3 separate regions of the Mus musculus genome follow, and regions 1 and 2 are each linked to region 3. The links are chromatin contacts, called in public Hi-C maps. All regions are on one chromosome and are shown on one strand. Each heading gives the region's core, a stretch centred on a gene start, on an enhancer-like site or on the middle of the called end of the contact. The rest is flanking DNA. Distances are from core to core; before and after follow the strand shown.

Region 1 (2,700 bases), core at 15-2,514, 340 kb after region 3:
GCTGCTGTTCCCACTTAGACAGTGCACGTGCCTTCTCTTCCATTAGACTGCCTGACTATACATGGACTGTGCGGCAGTACTCCAGGGTGTTCATACAACCTTTCCTTCCCACAAGCTGGATGTCACTATAGTTCTTGAGTTTCCACAGAGGCAAGTGTTGCACACCCACAGAGCTAGAGTGCAGTATGGTTTTCTTCCTATTGGTGTGTTAGCATTCACAATTCTCTGTTGCCAAGAGGTGAGTGTCAGTGACCACCAAGGCAAGTACTTCATCATCACGTTAACCAGCATCTTAATTTTTAAAAAAATGATTACATTTAATTTTTCTGGGAATGTATGCATTCTTAATTTGCTCTATCCATTTCATAGAACCCGGGATCCCTTGCCCAGGGAATGGCTCCGCTCACAAGTTAAATGGGTCTTTCCATGTTCATTAATCCAATCTAGATAATCCCCCATAGGCAAGCATAGATGCTAATATTTCCTAGATAAACCATAACAGATGTTTAGAGTCTTGCCCCTCAGTGGCGAGGGTTGAGGGGATTAGATCTCTGCAAGGCGACAACACTGTCCTATCTGGGCTTTTAAGGTAGTGATTGTGAGTAGGATCTGGCCACACTGGCAGCACAATCAGGAGAAGATCATCTTTCTCACTTCCTTGGCCATCATTTGTGTGCTCAGTCATTCATGTGGCAGGCGCCCTGATTGCACTGCTGTGCACTGTGACATAGGATCCCACTGGGAGCCAGGCAGACTGGTCTCCACATTGATAGGATTTCCATCAGAGGGTAAAGAGCCAATGCACATGGATAGTAAATGAAAAAAATGCAGTGGCAGATAAGCAGCCATGAAAGATAAGAGAGAGTATGGTATTGGGTGGGTAGGATAGAGGGGGAAGGTTTGAATGGCCATGGCTTATATATTGCGAGTCCAGAATACACCAGTTTCATGATGGGAATGGCTTGGGATTGGCTTGCAGAGGCCACTGAGAGCTGCCATGTCCTGGGACTTCAGCATGGCTAAAGCAGGAAGCTGGTCCCTTTTCTTTCTTTCTCAAGAAACCCAGTGCCCTGTAAGCTATTGGATTTAGTAAGTGATTTGATAACCCGAGTCAGTGTAAACACTTTAGACTTCATTAGCGGTAGTAGATCAGGTATGACTGTCTTAGTTACTGTTCTGTTGCTGTGAAGAGACCTAGACCAAAGCAACTTACAGAAAGAAGGGTTTCATTGCGAGCTGACTTACACTTTCAGAGAGGAAGTCCGTGATCATCGTGCCAGGGAGAGTGGTAGCGGGTAGGAAGTCATGGTGCTGGAGCAGAATCGAGAGGTCACATGATCTACAAGTTGCAGGGGCGGGGGGGGGGGGGGAAGAGAGGGAGAGAAGGAGAGGGGGGAGGGGAGAGAGGGGGAGGAGAGAGAAACAGAGTCAGGGAGAAACAGAGAGAGACACAAAAAGACACACACACACAGAGAAGGGGGGGTGAGATTGATCTTTGCATGGGCTTTTGAAACCTCCAAGCCCACGCCCAGTGACACACATCTCCCAACAAGAACACACTTCCTAATTCTTTCCAACCAAAATAGCCCACCAACTGGAAACAGAGCTTTCATGTATAGCCTTTATGGGCTATTCTCATTCAAACTACCACAGGCATACAGTTGTGTTTCTTTACCTGTTGTTTGCTGAATGTCCTCTGAGCCCATGGGACAGTGCAGTGGATCCTGAACTCAAGATACATGTTCTAGGACAGGTGGAAGGATGGACACGCCATTAAAAGAGAAGAGGACCCTGGGCCCTTTCCCAGGCTGGACCAAGGGCTCTCTGCTAGTCACAGCTTTCCTTCTGCATTTGCAAGAGTCAACAGACAATGAAAATGGGGCCTACATAGTTTACTTGGTAAAACTGATTTTATTTTTAGTGCTAAGCCTAAGTTGAGAATGAGAGCAATGAGCTGTAGAGTGAAGCGGGGCATTTTATCTCATAGCGATTAATCCTTTTCTTTTTTCCTGTCTGAAACACGTACTAACTGATAAAAGCCCAGACTTTCTTTTTGTACATTTAAATGATATTTCATAGAATATTTTATTAGTGACAGTTCACTACTTAAAATGCACATTTCAGTAATGAACTGCAATTCACTAGATGCCTAAGAGAACGGAGAAATCTAAACCTGGTTTGCTATGCAAGCTTCCCGTGCAGACAGGTTAACCGCTTTCCAAACCACCCTTGGGAATCTAACCTTTTGAGTGTGGTAAAAATGTATGTAATGTAATATTTCCTGTTAGCTGTGCTTGAGACTTTCCGTGACATTAAGCCACTGTTGAGTGACTCTCAACCCATTATCCATCCAGACAGATGTTTTTCTCTGTCATAGCCTTTGGAGTGTTTAACAGTTTCTTGTGCTAATGGATATGTCCCACTTTACTAGCTGTGACTGTCCTTGGTTTTATTTTATAAATGGTAGCTTGTTGAATTCCCATCAGAACTGTATAAGGGGACACACACACACTTATGATATAGATCTGTATATTAGTTAGAAGTGTGGGATTAAGTAGCAGCTTTCAAGCGATATAGCAAACAGAAGATGGATGGGAATTTGAACCCATGTCTCTCTGAACCAGTGGCCTTTTCTGCTGTATTGCAGTGCTGATTTTCCAGTTAGAAACGTTGAGAGTCTGCTCCTACTGTGTAACTGTT
Region 2 (2,700 bases), core at 5-2,504, 420 kb after region 3:
TATAGGCCTAGGAGGGGCGTGTCTCACACCCGGATTGGTTATGCACTAAGCCTCATTTGCATGTTCCTCATCTGATTGGCTACTCTCTCTCAGTACCTTACAGAACCTCATTATCATACCTCATTTGCATATCTCACATCTGATTGGTTATACTCTCAGTACCTTACAGAACCTCATTATCATGCCTGGGCCAGGCAGTGTCTTTGCAAAAAACTTTACTGCATATGTACACATTGGTTGTTTGTCCAATCTTATGCATGGTGGCCAGCAGTAGTCAGTGCCACTCAGCAACGGCACATGTGGCTTCCCACAATCTGTGACCCGCTCCACGGGAGGAATAGATACCTGCCACTGTAAACTTGGTCAGAACTTGCACCTACTTTCTTCCTTGGTCAGAGAAGTATCTTTAAGCAGAGGGTGATGGTTAATTCAGAGACTCATGTCCAGTCAAAGTGCTGATAATAAGTAACTGTTAATCCCTCAGCCCTAAATGGAACATCTGTAACTTCCCCTTCAAGACCCAGAGCACGTTATGGATGATGGCTAGCAAGATTATTAGGATTGCTGCCAAATGCCAACTTCTGGATATGGTGGGGCCATTGCACCCATGAAGACACAGCAGTGGACAAGACCTGAAAACACATAAAGGTGGGGGTTGGAGACTGGATTAGTAGTAGAGAGACTTTTGGGGAAGAAGGGAGTTATTGAAATTAGGGTTATGACAGGCTAATAGGGGGTGGATGGTATCAAGATGAATTGTATGTGTATAATACTGAAAGGTTTTCTTTTAATTGCAAGAGGGAAGGCAATCTGACTCATCTGTGGAACTCCTAGCATCAGTGAGAGGAGAGGCAAGTGTTAGGGCATCATGCAGAGCATACTTGTCCAGGTTTCATTTCTTCATGTACATCTGAAGGTGAATAATCTGTGTATCAAGACATGGACCATTAACAGCCAGAAGAACTGATGCTTGTTGTTGGGTGAAGAGAGACGTGTTGAATGGCATGAGGAAGCTGACACATTGTGACTAGTCTCCTCCAACAAGTCCCTTCAAGGCATTCCTATTCATCTTTCAATCTGACCAATGCTCCGGGGTAAGGAGACCTGGGGATGATATCTCAGAGACAACAACTGTTCACACATTTTCTCATTTCAACTCCAGCAAACAGGGTTTCGTTGGCACAAGCCAGTGGTTGTGATTTAGCATGGAAATAGGAGCCTTTCTGGCTATTTGGGTCTTCCAGGGTTGTTTTTGGTTTTGGTTTTGGTTTTGGTTTTGAGAAGGAAACCACTACAATGAGATGTTCCTTTTTTGTTAATGACCCTAAAAGAGTCAACAAAGGTTCGGATCCACGGCCTTTCATTTTCCCATACAAGAGGTTGCTCTAGGCAGGTCTGCTGAGATGTGTGTTATGTCCACTCTCACCCTTCAGGCTGTTGAGCCTGAGAATTAATTGGGAGCCAAAGACTTGCAGGAACCACGTGGGGAGTTCTGAAAAGCAGACCACAGGACACTTGGCTGCTGGTGCTGATTAATTCCCTCTATGGAGGCCTTTGACCAGGCTTATGAGGGATGTTAAGGAGTGGGCACAACTCAACAGGCTTGAAGCAAGAAGAAGATCTGGGTTCGAGGGCTGAGGATATACCTGAGTTGCTAGCGCACTTGCCTGGTATGCATGAAGCCCTGGGTTTGGTGCCCAGTACCACAGAAACTGGGCATGCTTTTAAACTATATTAACTATGTCTTGTTTCAAGGATACTCCCAAGTCACACAAATGCAAGGTCATTTTTAAAATATGTCTTACATACTTTCAGTATCAGAAGTGTACTCGGAATGGTGTCTGCTGCGCAGGCTTTCCAACTCTGTCCCAGAGTTACTGGTTCTAACAGAACGAAACACGAGGTCAGATGTGCATGTCTGATATCAATGATCTTCCACAGTGAGTTCGTTTCACCCTGTGTTTCCATTACGTCTCACTGTCGACTGATGGATACAGGAAGCACTTGAAAATTTCAAAGTAAAAATAAATGCTATTTTTTTTCTCTTTTGTCCACACATTCTAAGCACATTGAAAAGTGATTCTTAGAGCAGAACTTTTCAATGCTTGGTGTGTAGGCACACACCATGTGCTTTGTTTCCATATCTAATAAATGGTTCGTGAAGGATTTTAAATTAGCCTATAAACTGGAATTGATAGCATTTTAATGGCATAAAGGGAATCGTATAGTTAGAGAGAGAACTGACATGGTGTCCAGTGTGCTTTAATCTTTTAACAAATGATTGCTTTTATGTTTACTGCTGTTTTGTCTGCTTGTATGTCTGTGCACCATGAGTAGACCTCGTGTGCCCAGAGGTCAGAAGAAGCTGTCTGGTCCCTGGAGACTAGAGTTATGGATATTTGTGACCACCATGTGGCTGCTGGGAATGGAACCCAGAGTCTTTGGAAGAGCAGTCAGTGTTCTGAACTGCCGAGCCATCGCTCCAACCACACACAGTGTGTCGAGTTTAATTAAATCCAATTCTGCCAGAAAATTAAGGGAGACAGCCTTCCTCTCCAAATAAGCCTACAGAAACCACAGCCAGAACATGTTGGTAGTATCCTTTTTCATGATTTTTTATATCATTGCAAAATGGAAATATAAAGATAAAGTGATTTCCTTGAGGGGGGAGTGAGATATTTTCACTCACCTCTCCCAGAT
Region 3 (2,700 bases), core at 155-2,654:
CCACCCCCAGCCTCCCTGTGCCTCCCCACTAAACTTAACCCAGGAGTTTTAGTAAGAGTTCTAGCACCTCCATCCATGAGAGTCATAGTGTACCTTCTGACTGAATGCTCCTTTCACCCTTGTTACCTCAGTAGTACATGGCACACGTAAACATTTGCTACTGTAAAAACAGAAAGGCCATTGGCAGCTTAATAAAGCACACTGTGTACCTTTCTTTTGAAACGTGTTGTAGATTATATCATTTGGTTCCCAGTTATTAGTGGTTCTAGAAGTCTGTGTTCTCTGGATTTCAGCTAGTCAAGTTGACCACAATTGTTACTGTTTGCAATGTGAAAACATAAATGATTGCAGAGTGCCAACGTGCCACAGAGTCAGGGAGGCCAAAGGCTTTTACACTGGGTTTGTGTTTGAATGGCTCGATGCTTCCCTTCCTCAAACTGGATCCAAGGCTTCATGCCTGCTGAGCATAAACCTCAATACCTCACTACCCACTACCTTCAAGACAGCCTTTAAAAGATTTCTCTGTGCCCGAGAAATCCTGTCTTTCATTGGTCAGCACATCTGTTAGCTGAATCCTTCTCCTGTGACAAAGCAAGAGGAGGAGGATCTAGTTCTGCTCACAGTTCAGGGGCCTTAACTGCAGTGGTGGCCTCGTGGCTCTGTGCCCACAGTGAGGCAGAGCAGTATGGCGGAGAGCTACCCGCCTCCTGGTGCCGGGGAAGCAGAGACTTGGTCTGACTTCATACACTCACCCCACTGCTGAGTTCCCGGGCTTACAGCTGGAGACACGTATTGAACACATGAACGTGTGAGGGCCATCTTACTTCCAACCGTAATAGCCACAAGGGGGGAAGTGCTCTTGTTTTCTTCATGCTCGGTTTTCACAATTGTATATTACATATTACGAGTGATGCACATGTACAACTACCTTTTTTTCCCACCAATTTTGTCAAGCTCCCTACAATAATGCATGTCAGTGGTAAATTAAAAGTAAAAATGAGCCAGGCGGTGGTGGCGCACTCCTTTAATCCCAGCACTTGGGAGGCAGAGGCAGGCAGATTTCTGAGTTCGAGGCCAGCCTGGTCTACAGAGTGAGTTCCAGGACAGCCAGGGCTACACAGAAAAATCCTGTCTTGAAAATCCAAAAAATAAAATAAAATAAAACAAATAAAGATGAGTAGCAGTAGAGGGACGGATCACCTGGGCTTTCCCCCTTGTCCTGGTTTGCTTTGTTTCTCTGTTGCTGTGATAAAATACAGACCCAAAGCAACTTGGGGAGGCAAAGGATTTATTTCGTCTTCCTGCTTAGAGTCATTATCAAGGGAAGCTAAGGCGGGAACTAAAGCAGAGGCCACGGGGCGGGGGGGTGGGGGGGGGCTGCTTACTGACTTGCTCCCCATGCCTTGCTTAGCTACTTCCTTAAACAAGGACAGCTTCCTTGCCCGGGATAGCGCTGCTCGCAGTGGACTGGACCCTCCCGTATCAATCATCAATTAAAAGAGAAAATGCCCCCACAGACCTGTGCACAGGCCAGTCTGATGGAGGTAGGCTCCCACTAAGCTCCCCCTTCTCAGGTGACTCTAGTTTGGGTGAAAGAGACACAAAGTAACCAGCGCTCGGTGTCCACAGCTTTCACCCATCTTCATTGCTGATGCACACCCATGCCTGCTAATCTCATGGGGTTCTTGTCTTCATATTCCTGTCCTGCTGTGGCATGTTTCCCTTTGCCTCAAAGTGGATCCCCTTTCTACTTCCTCCTCTCCCTCCCACACATGACAGCCAGCAAGTTGCTTCCTTGTTTGTTCCATCGGAGTATTTTATTCTCCCTGGTGTTCTGAAATGATCTGTGTACCTGCTAGCTTCCTCTGTCATGCCTCATAAAGCACTTTGGGGTCCTAGGTGATTTGTGGTCCTGGTGCCTAGTCCAGGGCTTGGCACAGATGGGCGTTTTGTAATACTCTATTTTATTGTTCATGAAACAGTCCTTAGAGGGGATGCTTAACGGAGGGTTGTATGGTTCTGTCCAAGGTCTTTTGCAATGACAGACATTGTGGCTTTCTGTGGCCAAGCTACTGTCCACAGAGCAGTCCTCAGTGTACTCCTCAGGGTTATCACTAAGGTGGATGGTGCTGCCATCCTACCTTCACTAAAGATGGAGCATAGCCATGTTGCGTGGCTCTCAGTGGCAGAGCTGATGTCATAGAACAGTATGCAGCCTGCTGACTCCGCAGCAGGACGGACACCGAGAGTGGACAGACTTACCGTCACTCAGAGCTGGTCAGCCTGAGTTGTGTATCGTCCTAGCTTATTTGCCAAGCTTGGACTTTTTTGAATTTTAGATTCTTTGCCCATTGACAGGAAAATGGAGGTTACTGGAGCTGCTTGTGCTGTGTTGAGGATTAAATGCGCCTGCGTAGTACTCAACAGCAAGCAATGCTTCATGGGATCAAAGCTCATATTGTTTATGAAGATGTCTGCATAAATTAACAAAAAAATTGCATTTTTCTCTCCAAAGGTTTATTCATTGCACTGATGACTCTCCAGACCCTTGTATAGAGTACGAGGTAAGCGGCTTGTTCGCCTTAGACCATTGAGAATCCCGGACAAAGGTCCTGGAAGTGTGCTGCTTATTTGTAAATGAAAAATTGTAGTCTAATTTCTCTGGGAACGTAAAACGGCTAAATTTTACATTTAAGAAAT

What was found. A called contact is a pair of places that touch in the nucleus more often than the background predicts.
Region 1: a Hi-C map of bone marrow-derived macrophages shows a contact between it and region 3, with 25 read pairs. The contact joins two enhancer-like sites. A contact is called at or near these places in 1 of 15 datasets of contacts at CTCF or cohesin (the NIH/3T3 cell line), 2 of 484 Hi-C or Micro-C datasets (bone marrow-derived dendritic cells and bone marrow-derived macrophages), 6 of 115 datasets of contacts at active chromatin or transcription factors (acute myeloid leukemia, embryonic stem cells and large pre-B cells) and 4 of 9 other capture datasets (adipose tissue, embryonic stem cells, liver and 1 more).
Region 2: a contact with region 3 is called in a Hi-C map of bone marrow-derived macrophages, with 22 read pairs. The contact joins two enhancer-like sites. A contact is called at or near these places in 4 of 15 datasets of contacts at CTCF or cohesin (the NIH/3T3 cell line, large pre-B cells, pro-B cells and 1 more), 36 of 484 Hi-C or Micro-C datasets (the AML12 cell line, B cells, the C2C12 cell line and 19 more), 7 of 115 datasets of contacts at active chromatin or transcription factors (the HPC-7 cell line and embryonic stem cells) and 1 of 9 other capture datasets (embryonic stem cells).

The regions. Positions count from the first base shown.
Region 1 is chr2:5,473,080-5,475,779 of GRCm38.p6, reverse strand. All of the region lies in intron 2 of Camk1d (calcium/calmodulin-dependent protein kinase ID), which reads left to right. Among named protein-coding and RNA genes, the nearest start is that of Gm36853, 7.9 kb to the left of the region's middle. Within about 2 kb of position 1,264, at least 2 of the 459 cell types and tissues checked have an H3K27ac peak or open chromatin away from gene starts, as enhancers often do. A contact at or near this core is called in bone marrow-derived macrophages, where this site is marked.
Region 2 is chr2:5,391,210-5,393,909 of GRCm38.p6, reverse strand. All of the region lies in intron 3 of Camk1d (calcium/calmodulin-dependent protein kinase ID), which reads left to right. Among named protein-coding and RNA genes, the nearest start is that of Gm36906, 77 kb to the right of the region's middle. Within about 2 kb of position 1,254, at least 12 of the 459 cell types and tissues checked have an H3K27ac peak or open chromatin away from gene starts, as enhancers often do. A contact at or near this core is called in bone marrow-derived macrophages, where this site is marked.
Region 3 is chr2:5,810,660-5,813,359 of GRCm38.p6, reverse strand. Cdc123 (cell division cycle 123) reads left to right here. Exons shown (of 13, transcript NM_133837.5): 7 at 2,516-2,564. Among named protein-coding and RNA genes, the nearest start is that of Gm29984, 14 kb to the left of the region's middle. Within about 2 kb of position 1,404, at least 21 of the 459 cell types and tissues checked have an H3K27ac peak or open chromatin away from gene starts, as enhancers often do. A contact at or near this core is called in bone marrow-derived macrophages, where this site is marked.